Regions from separate parts of the Mus musculus genome. Here regions 2 and 3 are each linked to region 1. The links are chromatin contacts, called in public Hi-C and HiChIP or PLAC-seq maps. All regions are on one chromosome and are shown on one strand. Each heading gives the region's core, a stretch centred on a gene start, on an enhancer-like site or on the middle of the called end of the contact. The rest is flanking DNA. Distances are from core to core; before and after follow the strand shown. Region 1 holds the start of Pdyn (prodynorphin). Region 2 has its middle 15 kb from the start of Gm39933. Region 3 has its middle 23 kb from the start of Gm39933.

Region 1 (4,608 bases), core at 1,581-4,080:
TGCCTTCTCCCACGCTGTTTTTTAGTCTTCCTGCAGAAGGTAAGGGACACAGCTGATCACAGGGCTGTTGATAGATGAGGGGAGTCTATCACAGTGGAGAGCATAAGAGCTGGCTTTAATTTTCTTGACTTCCTATTTCCTAACATGATCCTCCTGAAACCTTCCTAACAATGAGACGTGGGAGCTGATTGTTTCAAGTACTTCCTTTTCTTTATTCTTTGTTTCTTGTACACATTAAGATCTGAACCAGAGGTCATCATTCCCTGAGGACAGGGAGGCAAGGAGCTTGAGAGAAGTCGGGAATTAGTCCTGACAGCTAGACAAAGCTGGTACTATCTTCCTGCCTTCTGAGGATAACTTGGACATCTGTGCATCTAAATGAGGTACCCGTCAGTTGCGATGGATATGCTAAGCACACAGGGCAGTCCAGTGAGCCCCGCTTCCTATTGTCATTTGATGGTGCTCAGAGACCTGCATTAGGACCCCAAGTAGGAGAGGTGTCTTAGCCTAAGGGAGGGAGAAACTTTGTGTTAGGGTTTTCCAGGGATATGAAGAGTCTTTTTCTAGCCTTTTCCTGCATGTGTGGGCAGCAATTATTTTTGTGTATACAACATTTCTGTGAGTGCATGTGTGTGTGTGTGCTGCACAAGCACACATGTGTGTTTAGAGGACATTGCAAATAGAGAGGAAAAATAAATGCCTGAAGTATTTGCTTTTGAGGCTCCATTAGACTCAGGTGAAGGCTACTCAACACCAAGCATCTCTGCCTCACTGCACTCTTCTCATGATGTCGTATTTTTACTTCTCTCCCTATTGCCTGCTGACTTCCAGCAGCTACAGGAGTGACTCCACCTTGTCTCTTACAGAATCCATCTATTCCAAGGTTATTGGCAAGAGCTTATGGAGGTAGAACTTAAAAGACAAGGGAATTAAGGAAAATGGGAGTGAATGGCATGAGCCTGGGACCTTGAGGATGAAGACACAGTTCACTCTCAGGTTGTGAGAGCCCTGGGTAACAGTGACTAGGGAGATGCTCAGGAGCTCCGACTCAGCAAGTAGGCAGACAGCCTGAGACACAGCCACCAAATGCCGTACAACACCAGCAAGCATTCACCTTGGGCTGGGAATCCTGCAGAAGGAAAGCTTAGGGTAGAGATGAGAGAGGGCCGGGGGCCTGGAGTCAAGGCCAGAGGGACATGGAAAGTTCCACTCTCCCTGCTTGGCTGGTACTACACCACACTCCACAGCTTAATCATGCAAAGCTGCAGGCTGACAAACTCTCCACAGCATTGCTTGTCTAAGGGGAGGATATGGTGAAACAAGTGACAACGTCTGTGATGAACCAGGTACTCACCAAATAGCCCTGTCTGTCACCCTAGTTGTATGAGAGCACGCAATGATCCAGCGGCAGGAAGAGGATGATGCCCCAGAGAAGTACAAAGTGTGGCTGGTACATCAGAGCCTGATGACGTAATCACCATTACCTGGAGGACAGCTGTAGGGAAGTCCTGGCCACATGCCAGCTATGGCAATTGCTTTTGGCATTTCCTCCTTTCACTATGCCAAGATCCCAGTGGGGTTCTTTCCCCCATTCTACAGATAAGCAGATTGAGGCTGAACCCACTCACTTGACTTAGGGCTCTGCACAGATGGGTGGCAGAGGCAGAGACCAAGCTGACACATCCAATGTTACTACTAGCTGTAGCTGTCATCGACCTTGTTCAGGTAAACAGATCAAGTCACAGACACTGTAGAACCAAGTCCTCAGAGTGGGCGTTTGTCCAGTAGATGATGGGAAGGACCAGATCCATCTAGGTCTGGGTGATGACTTGCTGTGTTCTGTGTCCAGTTTCTAAGCTCTCCAGCCTCTGCCTCTGCGCCTGGCCAGAATGTGAGGATTAAAGTTGATGTCTTTGCTCACTGCCTGGTGCAACCCAGGTGTTCATGACACGGACTGCCCAGCCAGCCTCTGCTATCCCCCCCCCCCCACAAGGTGAACATCTCTGCAGCTGACTACAGAGACAAGCATGTTTCCTTCCAAACTCAGAGACATGGGTATTCTGGGAGGTGTTTGCAGCCATCCTTGTTTGTGAGAACCAGGGGCTGCCAGAGAAAACTGAATATTGAACGGCAGCCTCTGGTTGAGGAAAGGCAGTGTCTGGCATCAACTCAGACAGGTGCCCAAGTCACCTGGCACTCTCAGGCAAATGTACACTCATATGCATGCTAGTGTGTGTGTGTGTGTGTGTGTGTGTGTGTGTGTGTGTGTGTGTCCCTGCCAACATGGAGCTGAATGTTCCTCTTCTATAACCAAGACCTCTGCTTTGAACACTTCAGCATATCCTTTGGTTCCCTATATTTTGAGACAGCCTTTGTTTCTTGCATTCCTCCTCCTCCGACCCCCTGTTCCTCTTTTTCTCCTGATCTTTGATAGCCTCTGTGGCTGTGGCTCTTTCTCTTTTCCTCTTACTTTGCCTAGGCTTCCTTGTGCTTCAGACATGCCTCTCTCTGTTTCCATTCTCTGATTCTCAACTTTTTTTTGCCTTTCTATTGGACTCTCTGCGCCTCTCTCTGTCTCCTCCTATCTCTGCCTTTCCCCCACCTTTGTCTCTGTTTTCCTGTGACACTCTCCTGGAGATGCTGAAAAGTGGCCGCATTGAAAGTGACAAACAGCGCTACACCAGAATCCACCCCCGGGCTTCGCGAAAGCATCCTCCTCCACACCCACATCACCAGGAGCAGCTATTGTGTCTCACTCGGGCCCAGGGAGTTGAGTGGAAGGACCCGGGGGTCTGAGCGTTGACTGCTCTGCCACTCCCCCATTGGCTCCTGGCAGCCTGTGCTCTGTGAGCGAGCGCTGAGAGGGCTGAGCGACAGGGGGAGACTCTCATCTATAAAAGGGGAATAAGGCTCCAGAACTGCCATAGGGGGATTTGGTAGCCCTCGTCGCTTCCTCTGTGGCACTTCTCTGAGCTAGAGTCAGGGTACCTTCTGAATCTTGGATCGGCCACCCTACCACCTGATCAGCCAGAAGCCTGCCAGGGACAAAGCAGTAAGCAGGTAAGATCCGCAGGGCGCTCAGGCTCTCTGGCTTTATGCATGTGCTCCTGGTGCTATGCAGGGGCGCCGGTGGGAGCTTGGACGGGGGAAGTTAGGTTTGGGTCTGGTTACTCAGCACAGGGAAATCATAGTTTCAAGGTGAGCTTACAGAAGCTCAGAGAGTCCAAAGAGCTGCCTGTCCTCTGGAAACCATGCCCTGAACAGTCCTGGCGCCCACAGGTGCTAGCGGGGCTTCGCCTCTGCCACACAGCAGTCCCCACACTAGTTTTCAGGATCTGAGGAGAAGGTGGTAGCCTGAGTGGAAAACTGAGAGGTTTCACTAATTAGCATGATCTTAAAGGTCAACGTTCTCACTGGACTTAGCTTACACAGGTTGGGAACGTTAATGAGGTTCAGGACTCGGCATTTGCCAAGTACCGATCTGCACCATCAATGCATAAATAAGTGCCGTCCTTTTTCACTCTTTTTGAATCACGTTTAATCTCTGACAAGGTGCTGATTTGAGTGGCTTCCTTTGATTTCACTCAGAATGAAGTCTGGGGTTGTTTGGTTGAAAGGGAACTAGAAAGGAAAGCAAGAGCTCGGCTGGATACCCAGTCTGAGGGGGACTTCCCATGTCAATTTCACTGTGAAAGGACTTGTTGCTTTCCTGTAAATCACAGTCACGCTACCGCTGGAGGCAGCTAAGTTAGGCTGGTGGAGGCTCTTTTGAGGAAAGTCACCCGCTCTCTGATAGCAATGCTCATGTTTAAAGAAAGTGCTGTAGAACCCCAAAGTTTGACATCAGCAAAAAGCTGGCGAGCTTCAGAGACGGCGACTGTAGTCACCTCCATGATTGAACAGTAAATTCTGTGTCTTGTCACTTTTCCCTGTGTGTGTGTGTGTTTTCTGAGAACCTCTCAAGATTTACAAGTATCCCTTAATAAAGCCTCCGAGCTCTTTAGGTTATTGGATCTGGTTTCGAGTACCCTCCCACAGAGAGCAAACCTTCATTATCACCCTTCTGCCAAGGGTTGGTGAAATACACACTGATATCTTTCTAACCTGACAGGCGTTGCTGTCAAGATCTGTTGCAAAACCTCTCAGAATGTCAGTCCTTTTCTGTTCCTAGTCATGGGGGTTTCATGCCTACGCTCTGCTCACCCTCCTCCTCTGCTCACCTCACCAGTGCTCCCATACCACCCCACTTTATCTTTTGTTCTGTTTTTACAGGTCATTCATCCCCAGGCTTTGAGATCTGCGTGGGGGAGCTCTTGAAGCAGCCCCAGCAGGGTGAGTTATGTGTGTTGTGTGTGCATGTGTGTGCGTGTGTATTGGCATAATCCTGAGCCCACTGCTTTGTCCTCATTGTGCTAAGTGTGATGGGTGGCAGGTGACTCCTCTTGTCTCCAGGAGTAGCTGGCAGATGGGAGTGCGGTGTCACAATGGGTCCACGGATGCTGTGTGGTAGGATCCACTGTTTTGACACCGTAGGCTACTCAAGCGGTTGGGTCAGGGCTGTTTGAGAAGACACGTGGAAGGGTGTGATAACTCTCAGGACTTCCGGAG
Region 2 (4,608 bases), core at 1,227-3,726, 210 kb before region 1:
TTTAGTTGTAATTACTATGATTCAGAGACCCATGAAACAAAAATGCCTGCAACCTGGAAACCCAAGGACAGAGATTTCCTGAAATGCTGGAGGTTATTATTTACTGGAGGTCACACATATGTTTGCTTGACCCAATCTCGGGGACATGATGGCCACATACAGGTGGGAAGTACGTGGGCAGGAAGTGCGTCAGGATATATGCTTGTCCCTGATTGGACATGACGGGAAATAGGGCAGCCTTATGTGTTTGCCTCCATAAGCACCTGCAAAATGTGACTTGTGGACATTTTCTAGGAACCCCAGAATGGATCTGGCCAGAGTCTGTCATCCTGGCCAGTATTTAATTAAAGCTTGCTTCACAACTGTGGTAGCAGCATAACTCTTGACTAGTGGATTTAAACACAGCCCTTCTTGAAGTCAAAATACATGCTCAAGATTGCACAAGGTTCTAAAGATTGCATTCTGCTTACTGGCTGTTTATTATCCAATCTTGTAAGAATGTCAGGCTGAGGCTTGGACCACTCAGAATGAAGCAAAGAACTCAGTTGCTTGGGGGGGGGGAGAACCAAAAACACAGACACCCCCCCCCCCAATGTGTGTGCTTCCCTGCTTAGTTTGGCATTGATTTGGGGTGGCTATGGACTCTCCTTCAGAAGTAAAATTTTTTTGCCTTACCTAAATGTTTAGACTATGTAGTCATTTTCTTGGAACTCCAGAGCCATTTCTAGCACCTGAAGCTAATTCACTGATGGAGTTGAAGAGTTTGACAATTTCAAACAAAAATAAATATAATCTTAGCAACACTCAAAGGATTTGAAACACGACCACAAAAATAAACTGCACATTGAACTGGTCCTGGTGCTATAATGCCTACGATGTTAGTACCGAGGAGGCTGAAGGAGGGGGGTATGAGCCTGAGATCACCTTAGCTCCACAGCAAGACTGCTAAAAAACAAAAACAAAACAAAACAAAAACCCAAGCAAGCAAAATAAAATCTCATGCACATAGATGTTCCTAGCACAATTTACCCATAATTGCCAAAACTTGGGAGCAATCAAGATGCTTTTCCTTTCGCTAGGCACACGGCAAACACACCATCTGGAAAGCTGCAGGAGGCATGAGTTTCGGCTTCTGGACTCTTTAAGATTATGTGACTCAACGACGATTCCTGAAGCATCAAATCAGAAAGCCAGACACAAGCCGCGTCTGGTAGTATAGAACTGCAGTTCTAGCTACCCAGTAGGCTCAAACAGAATTGCAAGTTCAAGGGCTGCCAGAACAACTTAGTAAAACACGGTCTCAAAACACAAAGTAAACCAGCCCTGAAGTGTAGCTTACTAGTAGAGCACTTGTTAGCATGTGTGAGGCACAGGGCAGGTGTAATCCCGAGTTCAGAAAGCCAGAGGACGGGGAGGAAGAGGAAGAGGGCTAGACAAGGTCATTGAACTTGAGAAGGAAAGGAGGTAACTGATCTTAACACAGTTTCTGAGACAATGTTCAGTAACTGTTAGCTGCCATGTGAAATTCACTATTATGAGGACTTCTTGGCTGGGTTTTCTCTTTCCTTTAACATTTCCTAAGCCGATATGATATGGCAGACATTAAAAAGACCACGAAAAAGACTACTGTCTTTTGTGAGCTATTAATGCAATAGTCATGGTGACAGTACATTGCTGTTTTGTTTTGCTTTTTAAGGCAAGGGTTTATTTTTCTACATCCATAGTTAAAAAGGGGGTTGTTATTTTGTGGGTACCTGTTATGTAACAGGTAATTATGAATCCTTCAACAGCAGTATCTCACTTCATCATTACAACAGGCTTGTGGGGTTTTTTGTTTGTTTTAGAGATGAAGAAAATCTAACTCAGATATTTTTCTCAGGTCACACCACAAGTCGCATGCCACAATGTCACACACCTCCGGGAAACTATTAGTAATCCTTTAACCTAGTAGATTAATCTTAGGATAAATAGAGATTTCGCTCTCAAGTGAGGGAAGGCCTCCTGAAGCACAAATCCAGATGTTCTTGATCCAGTTAAGGAAAGGGGGAAATCCAGGAAGTTCACGGCTGGGTAATCCCACCCAGGTCAGATTTCGGCAACAGTGAGTTTTAGATTAGCTGCCAGCTGGGCTAGAAGAAGGCTTTAAAGGATAAAGCTGGAGTTCCTTGTTTTTTATTTGTGGTGGAAACGGTTTCGCTGTACCCTCAAGCACACTGGCGTTTTATTGACTAGAGATTAAAGTGCACGTCAGGAAACTTCCTCTCCAATCTCAGGCTCGCACGCACGCACGCACGGCACCAGCGCCTGTCACGGTCTCAGCAGCCATCACTTGTTCCTGCTGTTCCTGATGAAGAGATCATTTTTACTGAATACACTGCCTTGACAGTAGAGGCTAAACGCAGCTAATACCCTTCGTACAGAGAACCCTAAGGATGGGTGCGGAACCAGTAGAACCTATTCAACTTCACACAAAGAACCAGCTGCACAAAGTCCACCTGACTCACAGCCCAGACATTTTTAAGGGCATTATATGGCCTCTTTCAGCTGTGTAAAAGTCAAAAATTCTGAGAAGAAATGTAAGCAAATGCCGGTAAGGGGCTGAAAGTTCTGGTGGAGGCAGGAATAAAAAGCAGTTCTTTCCAGCTTTACGAGGCAAGCAACAGTGATATCAATTTGCTGGGTGTCCTGGTTAGGCTTTCTGTTGGTGAGATGTGACACCGTGACCAAAAGCAAGTTGGGGGAGGCAAGGGTTTCTTTGGCTTCTGTTTCCACATCCACAGTCCCTCACTGAAGGAAGTTAACCTAGGAATTAAAACAGGCAGGAGCTGATGCATAGACTGCGGAGGAGTGCTGTTTACTGACTTGCTCTTCATAGAGTGGTCTGCCTGGTTTGTTTCCTTCCTTCCTTCCTTCCTTCCTTCCTTCCTTCCTTCCTTCCTCCCTCCCTCCCTCCTCTTCCTCCTTCCTTACTTTCTTTCTTTCTTCCTTTCTTTCTTCCTTCCTTTCTTTCTTTCTTTCTTTCTTTCTTTCTTTCTTTCTTTCTTTCTTTCGATATTTTCTTTATTTACATTTCAAATGTTATCCCTTTTCCAGGTCTCCCCTCCGGAATCCCCCATCCCATCCCCCTCCCCCTGCCTCTATGAGAGTGTTCCTTCACCCATCTACCCACTCCTGCCTTCCTGCCCTGCATTCCCCTACACTGGGGCATCGATCCCCCTCAAGCCCAAGGGCCATTCCTCCCACTGATGTCTAACAAGGCCATCCTCTGCTACATATGCGGCCAGAGCCATGGGTCCTTCCATGTGTACTATTTTGTTGGTGGTCCAGTCCCTACGAGCTCTGGGGGAATCTGTGGACCTGGTTTCTTTTTTTTTTTTAATTGGGTATTTATTTTATTTACATTTCCAATGCTATCCCAAAAGTCCCACCCACGCTCCCCCACCCACTCCCACTTCTTGGCCCTGGCATTCCCCTGTACTGAGGCATATAAAGTTTGCACGACCAATGGGCCTCTCTTTCCACTGATGGCTGACTAGGCCATCTTCTGATTCATATGCAGCTAGAGACACGAACTGGGGGGGGGGGGTATTGGTTAGTTCATATTGTTGTTCCACCTATAGGATTGCAGATCCCTTCAGCTCCTTGGGTACTTTCTCTAGCTCCTCCATTGGGGGCCCTGTGATCTATATAGAATCCAGGACCACCTGGCCAGGGATGGTAGCTACCTACTCACCATGGGCTGGAGCCTCCTCCAAAAACCACCAAGAAAATGCCTTACAGCGGGATCTTATGGAGGCATTTTCTTAATTGAAGTTCCCCCCTTTCCAGTGACTCTAGCTTGTGTCAACTCGACATAAACTAACCAGCACAAAGTGTAATAATGCAGAACTTAAATAGCATTTACTGCGTGCCTACTGTTGTTCTGGGGACTTTATAATACTGTCCTAATTGTGTTAGAGGTACTATTGGCCTTATTTTTCAAAGAGGCAAGGTTAACTTTAAGTGCAGAGGGGCTAAGTGACTTGTTTACAGGAATCTAGAAGCAACAAACATTTACTGAGTCATGCACCAGAAACTAAGCCCAGGAAGTATATACTCTGTCCCATTTCCTTGCTTAATACTCAAAGTAGCCTTAAGATATTACTATCATTGTCGTTTCTTTCGGATAAAGCCTGAGCCCAGAGACCATACCCTTAATCACACACTAGGTTGCCAAGAGCAGGGGAACAAAAACAGACTGAGAGTGAGTGGACTCGGAATACCATAGAGATCTAATGTTGATCTCAAGGAGCCAGGATTGCAGCCCAGAACCCAGGGCAGAATGCTGTGCTTTTGAGCTACTGCTCTCTGCCCTTCGCGAGATGCACTCATGTTCTATGCCCTCCGCACACCGAAGCTGAAGCCATCGCCACCTGCGTGAGCCACCCTAACCAGGGGAGGAAACGCGCCAGCCACTAACACCTCCTTCACCCCTCTCCTGGACGCAAGTATTTCCCCACACCCGCAGCCTTTCGCACATCCCTCCCTCCTCAGCAAGCTATGGTGAACCCAAGCCTCAGTTGCCATGGTGAAGGATGCGTGAGGAGCCGGAAGAGGTGGGGCCATGAC
Region 3 (4,608 bases), core at 638-3,137, 170 kb before region 1:
ATACTTTAGGATCATATAAGACTTAAGGCTGATATTCTACTGTGTACTCAACCGGCTTGTTTAACCTGTCTTTAAGAGAACAATGTAAAAACTGACTTTAAGACAACAATGTAACAACCAACCTGACTTGCCTTGGATTTCCCACATAATGAGATTTACAACCTAGGCTAATAACACATAATCATAATCTTCCATGTACTCTTCCATGTCCCTGACCCAGAGAGCAATGTATATATGTTTGTTAGCATGTTATGATAATCATTGGCTGAAAACATCAGACATAGGTTCAAAGCAACCTTTTAAATGAGTAGCCCTAACTGAGTGTTGAGGACAGCATGACTACGGTGATGAGCAATGATACTTGTACTGCTTGTTATCTGGGCCAGTTGGAATCAGCGACTTAACTCTTTGTAAAACTCGGTTGAAGATTTGTATAAAGTATCCCACTTCTTCCCCGTGTGATGCTTTCTGTGCTGTTCAATATATACAGGGCAGAAGCCCTTTGTTAGACACTGTCTTAGTCAGGGTTTCTATTCCTGCACAAACATCATGACCAAGAAGCAAGTTGGGGAGGAATGGGTTTATTCGGCTTACACTTCCATACTGCTGTTCATCACCAAGAAAGTCAGGACAGGAACTCAAGCAGGTCAGGAAGCAGGAGCTGATGCAGAGGCCATGGAGGGATGTTCCTTACTGGCTTGCTCAGCCTGCTCTCTTATAGAACCCAAGACTACCAGCCCAGAGATGGTCCCACCCACAAGGGGTCTTTCACCCTTGATCACTAATTGAGAAAATGCCTTACAGTTGGATCTCATGGAGGCATTTCCTCGACTGAAGCTCCTTTCGCTGTGATAACTCCAGCTGTGTCAAGTTGACACAAAACTAGCCAGTACAGACACACACACACATGAACACACACAGACACGGGGACCCAGGGACATTCAGGTAGGCACAGATTCAGACTTGTACAACAGACAGGAACCACAGAAGACATGCAGCTCTCAGTAGCTCTGTCTTCATGCCAACCCCAGTGTGTTGATGCAATCTCTTTCCCAGGAAGAAACAGACTCATGAAGCGAGGTGAGTCTCCCAACACAAGTGCAGCTTTTCACAGCTTGGAAAGCACTTGCCCTCTGGGAGTGACAACCCTTTGTGTGCCATGGTGTGCAGAGCACACAGCAGCTGCCAAAATGCTCTCAATGCAGTCAATCAGAATGCATCTCCTGATGGCCCCAGCTTTGCCCGTGTGTGGGAAGCATACCTGGGAGACAGTTTATTGCCATCAGTCACTGAGGTGAACAGGGGTCTTATTCCCCCATGCCCTAGCCCTATAAATGTGATGGCTTTAAGGCATGACCCTTGGCAGAGCAGATCCAAAGTAGGATTTGGAAGTGGCACACCATGCTTGGTCCCCTCCTTCACTTCTAACCACCTACCCTCCACTTCTCGGGGATGGTTCAGCTTAAGTCACTGTCCCAGAGAATGATTCCGTCTGAGTCACTTTCACAGGAATCCTTGTCTCAAGGTCAACTTCTGAGGAGTCCAACCCAGGACACTTTCATGGCTTCTGTCCTTCCTTGTCTCTGGACTCTGTGGAGGCCGGGGGTGGGGGACAAAACAACTGAGAAGTGGCTAGTTGGAACTTGCACAGCTACCCAGTGGCCTCGGGGAGGACCAAGCCCCGAAACATCAAACCTATTATACACATCTTCAGAGAATGACTGGATACTCCATCCCTGCCTGAGGAAGAAGTCCGGCCTCATCTTTGTGTTGCTTCCTGAATGCAGCGAGCCTGTGCAGCAGACACCTGCTCGGGAGTGCACCTCCCCAGACAGCTTGTTGAGGTTTCTGAGTCTCCTCATCTGGTCCCTCGGTGATTATGCAACCGACAGCAAATCATCACTCATGTTGGTCACATCCTAGATGCTGTTGACTGTAATTGCAGCAGGCAGGCCATGCTGTGCTCGTTTGCTGTACCCTGACTTAGGACCTCTTGCATCTATTTGCATGTTATTTGATTGGGTCTGGAAAAGGAAAATCAACAGATGCAGCTCCTAAATGGGCCAGGCTGTTTTCTCATTTTATGGAGCGGGAAGTCAGGGAGCACCAGGCACTGTCCTGCTCTGAGATCTATACTTAAACCACAGCTGAGCTGATTCACTTCTGCTCCCCCACAGGGCTTATCCGGGCAAGAGCTGGGGCTCTTTTGTGAACCTCATATCACCAAGGGCTCACCTAGGACTGAAGTGATGCCCTATCTGGGTCTCCCACACACACCCCACCCCCGCCATTGCTCCTAGGCTCGGAGTTACATGGAAGCTAATAGCACCTCCATCCGGTCACTACTGCATTCCACAGCCTGGCCAAGATATTTTTAAAAAGCACTGCTTGTTACACAAACGAATGAACAATGTGCACGGTCCAGTTAATCTTTCCAAAACAAGGCTCTTCTGTTCCTGTCTTGCCCAGACATTCTCAGTGGCTCCGTGTGAACTGGAGGGGAAAAAATTCGAGGTCGTTCTGACAGCCAGTGCCTTTCACATCTTATTCAGAACCTGTGACTATAAGAATAACACTTGCACAGAAATTCTGCCAAACCTCGCTGATAATTCTGAAACTCAGTCTTGGAGAGGTAAAGAGCCAAATTATCTTACTTGCCTAAGTCAATTTACCAATTCTTCCCTCCTTCCTTTTCCAAATCTGGCTAGAACTCCCCCCCCCCCCTGATGTCCAGGGCCAGAACCAAATGTCACAGTCAGGAAAGGAATCTTGGAAATGGTAGAGACCCCTTGAAGGGGCCTTGGGGGACACAGTGAGCAGAAATCATCCACACCTGTAAAGGTGAATTAAGATTAGAATGAGGTTTGCAACCAAGCACTTCCTGGCAAGACCCCGGGTGCACTTCCCAAATCTTTCCAGGAGAGGGCGGCAGCATCCCTGGTTCTGAGTGCCAGGCAGTCTAAGGCGGATGTAAATAGGCAAGCCATGGATAGAGTGTGTGTGCCTGGGTGCTTGCAAATGTGCGGGAGAAAATCTGAGCCTATGATTGAGTGTACATGAAAGAAACATTGCTTTGTGTAGAACGTGTGTATCCAACCTGTGGCACACAGCCCAGGAAAGTTAAATGCCTCCCACCCCCAACACAAATCATCCCATACCTGGAATAAACCTAACCAAGAAGGTGAGAGATCTCTACAATGGAAAACTTTACATTTCTGAAAGAACAGATTGAGGACGACATGTTAAGATGCAAAGACCTCCTGTACTCATGGATTGGTAGAATTCCTATTATGAAAATGACCATAGTACCAAAAGCCATTTGCAGATTAAATGCAACCAAATCCCTATGTCATTCTTTGCAAAAACAGAAAGAAAAAAAATTCATATGGAACCACAAAAGACCCCACATTGCCAAAGCAGTCTTCAGCTTTTCGGGGAGGGGGACCAATGCTGGGGAGGTTGGCATTCTAGATTTATTACAGAGCTACAGTCATCAAAGCAGCACGGTACTGGCAGAAAAAGACTTGGAGATCAGCGGGACAAAACAGAAGACCCAACCCGAGTACATGTAACTACAGCCATCTGGTATTTGACAAAGATGGCAAAAAGCACACAGTGGGGGTGGGGGTGGGGGTGGGGAACATCTTCAAACAGTGGACCTGGGACAACCGCATCTCCATACATAAAAGACTGAATTTAGAAACACACCTATGACTCAGTAGACAAATTCAGGCCAAATGAACAAAAGGCCTCACTGTGAAGCCTGAACCCTGGAAGATTACAGACAGAACCTACAGGACATATGTGTGGGAAGGGGCTTGCTGAGCACGACTCTATTTGCCCAGAAATTAAGGCCAATGACTAACAAATGGGGACGCTTAAAACTCAAAAGCTTCTGTGTGGCCAAGGAAACAATCGACTGAGAGAAGGGGAAGACCACAGAGTGGAAGAGAATCTCTGCCAGGTATACATCCGGCACACCACATCTATGCATTAATGATCAGAACATATAAGAACTCAAAAGCAGAGGCAAGGAAACAAATGGCCCAATTGGGAGGGTGGGGGAGTGGGGGTGGGCTATGCATTGGAACAGAGTTCTCAAAAAACAAAATAAAAACGTCTAAGAAATATCTCCAAAAAATGTTCATCATTCTTAGCAATTAGAGGAATGCAAACTAAAACCACTTTGAGATTTCATCTTGCCCTAGAATGGCTAGATTAAAAAAAAAAGTGGCAAAGAACAAATGCAGGCAAAGGTGCTGAGAGGAGGGAAGCCCCATTCACTGATGGCGAGACGGCCAACAGGTGCAGCCATGCTGGGAATCAGTGTGGAGAAGGCTCAAAAGGCTAAAAATAAAGTCTACCATACATCCCAGCTATGACACTTCTCGGCAATAAGCCCAGAGGACCTGACATCCCAGTCCACAGAGGACCTGACATCCCAGTCCACAGACACTGGCTCAGCCACTGCTGCTCCATTCACAATAGCCAGGAAATGAAAACAATCTTCATGCCCTTCAGAGGAAGAGTGAATAACGAGAAGGCAGTCCGTGGACAGCACGGCGCATTAGTCGGCACAGAGAAATGAAATCATGACATTTACTGGCC

What was found. Hi-C and Micro-C count contacts between places; a contact is called where the count stands out from the background. HiChIP or PLAC-seq counts read pairs in DNA pulled down with a chosen protein or histone mark.
Region 2: a Hi-C map of nephron progenitors shows a contact between it and region 1, with 4 times the contacts expected there. The contact joins the enhancer-like site here to the promoter of Pdyn in region 1. A contact is called at or near these places in 5 of 39 promoter capture datasets (the 3T3-L1 cell line, the C10 cell line, embryonic stem cells and 2 more), 2 of 484 Hi-C or Micro-C datasets (the HPC-7 cell line and nephron progenitors), 2 of 115 datasets of contacts at active chromatin or transcription factors (both in embryonic stem cells) and 2 of 9 other capture datasets (adipose tissue and liver).
Region 3: an H3K27ac HiChIP or PLAC-seq map of SST interneurons shows a contact between it and region 1, with 6 times the contacts expected there. The contact joins the enhancer-like site here to the promoter of Pdyn in region 1. A contact is called at or near these places in 14 of 39 promoter capture datasets (the 3T3-L1 cell line, 3T3-L1-derived adipocytes, the C10 cell line and 6 more), 1 of 15 datasets of contacts at CTCF or cohesin (stem cell-derived epiblast-like cells), 29 of 484 Hi-C or Micro-C datasets (the CH12 cell line, ECoMG myeloid progenitors, the G1E-ER4 cell line and 21 more), 18 of 115 datasets of contacts at active chromatin or transcription factors (SST interneurons, acute myeloid leukemia, craniofacial prominence and 6 more) and 5 of 9 other capture datasets (adipose tissue, embryonic stem cells, liver and 2 more).

What each region holds. Positions count from the first base shown.
Region 1 is chr2:129,698,160-129,702,767 of GRCm38.p6, reverse strand. It overlaps Pdyn (prodynorphin), which reads left to right and starts at 2,830. Exons shown (of 4, transcript NM_018863.4): 1 at 2,830-3,060; 2 at 4,273-4,332.
Region 2 is chr2:129,909,274-129,913,881 of GRCm38.p6, reverse strand. No RefSeq gene overlaps it. Among named protein-coding and RNA genes, the nearest start is that of Gm39933, 15 kb to the right of the region's middle. Within about 2 kb of position 2,476, at least 13 of the 459 cell types and tissues checked have an H3K27ac peak or open chromatin away from gene starts, as enhancers often do. A contact at or near this core is called in nephron progenitors, where this site is marked.
Region 3 is chr2:129,872,035-129,876,642 of GRCm38.p6, reverse strand. No RefSeq gene overlaps it. Among named protein-coding and RNA genes, the nearest start is that of Gm39933, 23 kb to the left of the region's middle. Within about 2 kb of position 1,887, at least 21 of the 459 cell types and tissues checked have an H3K27ac peak or open chromatin away from gene starts, as enhancers often do. A contact at or near this core is called in SST interneurons, hippocampal neurons and pancreatic islet, where this site is marked.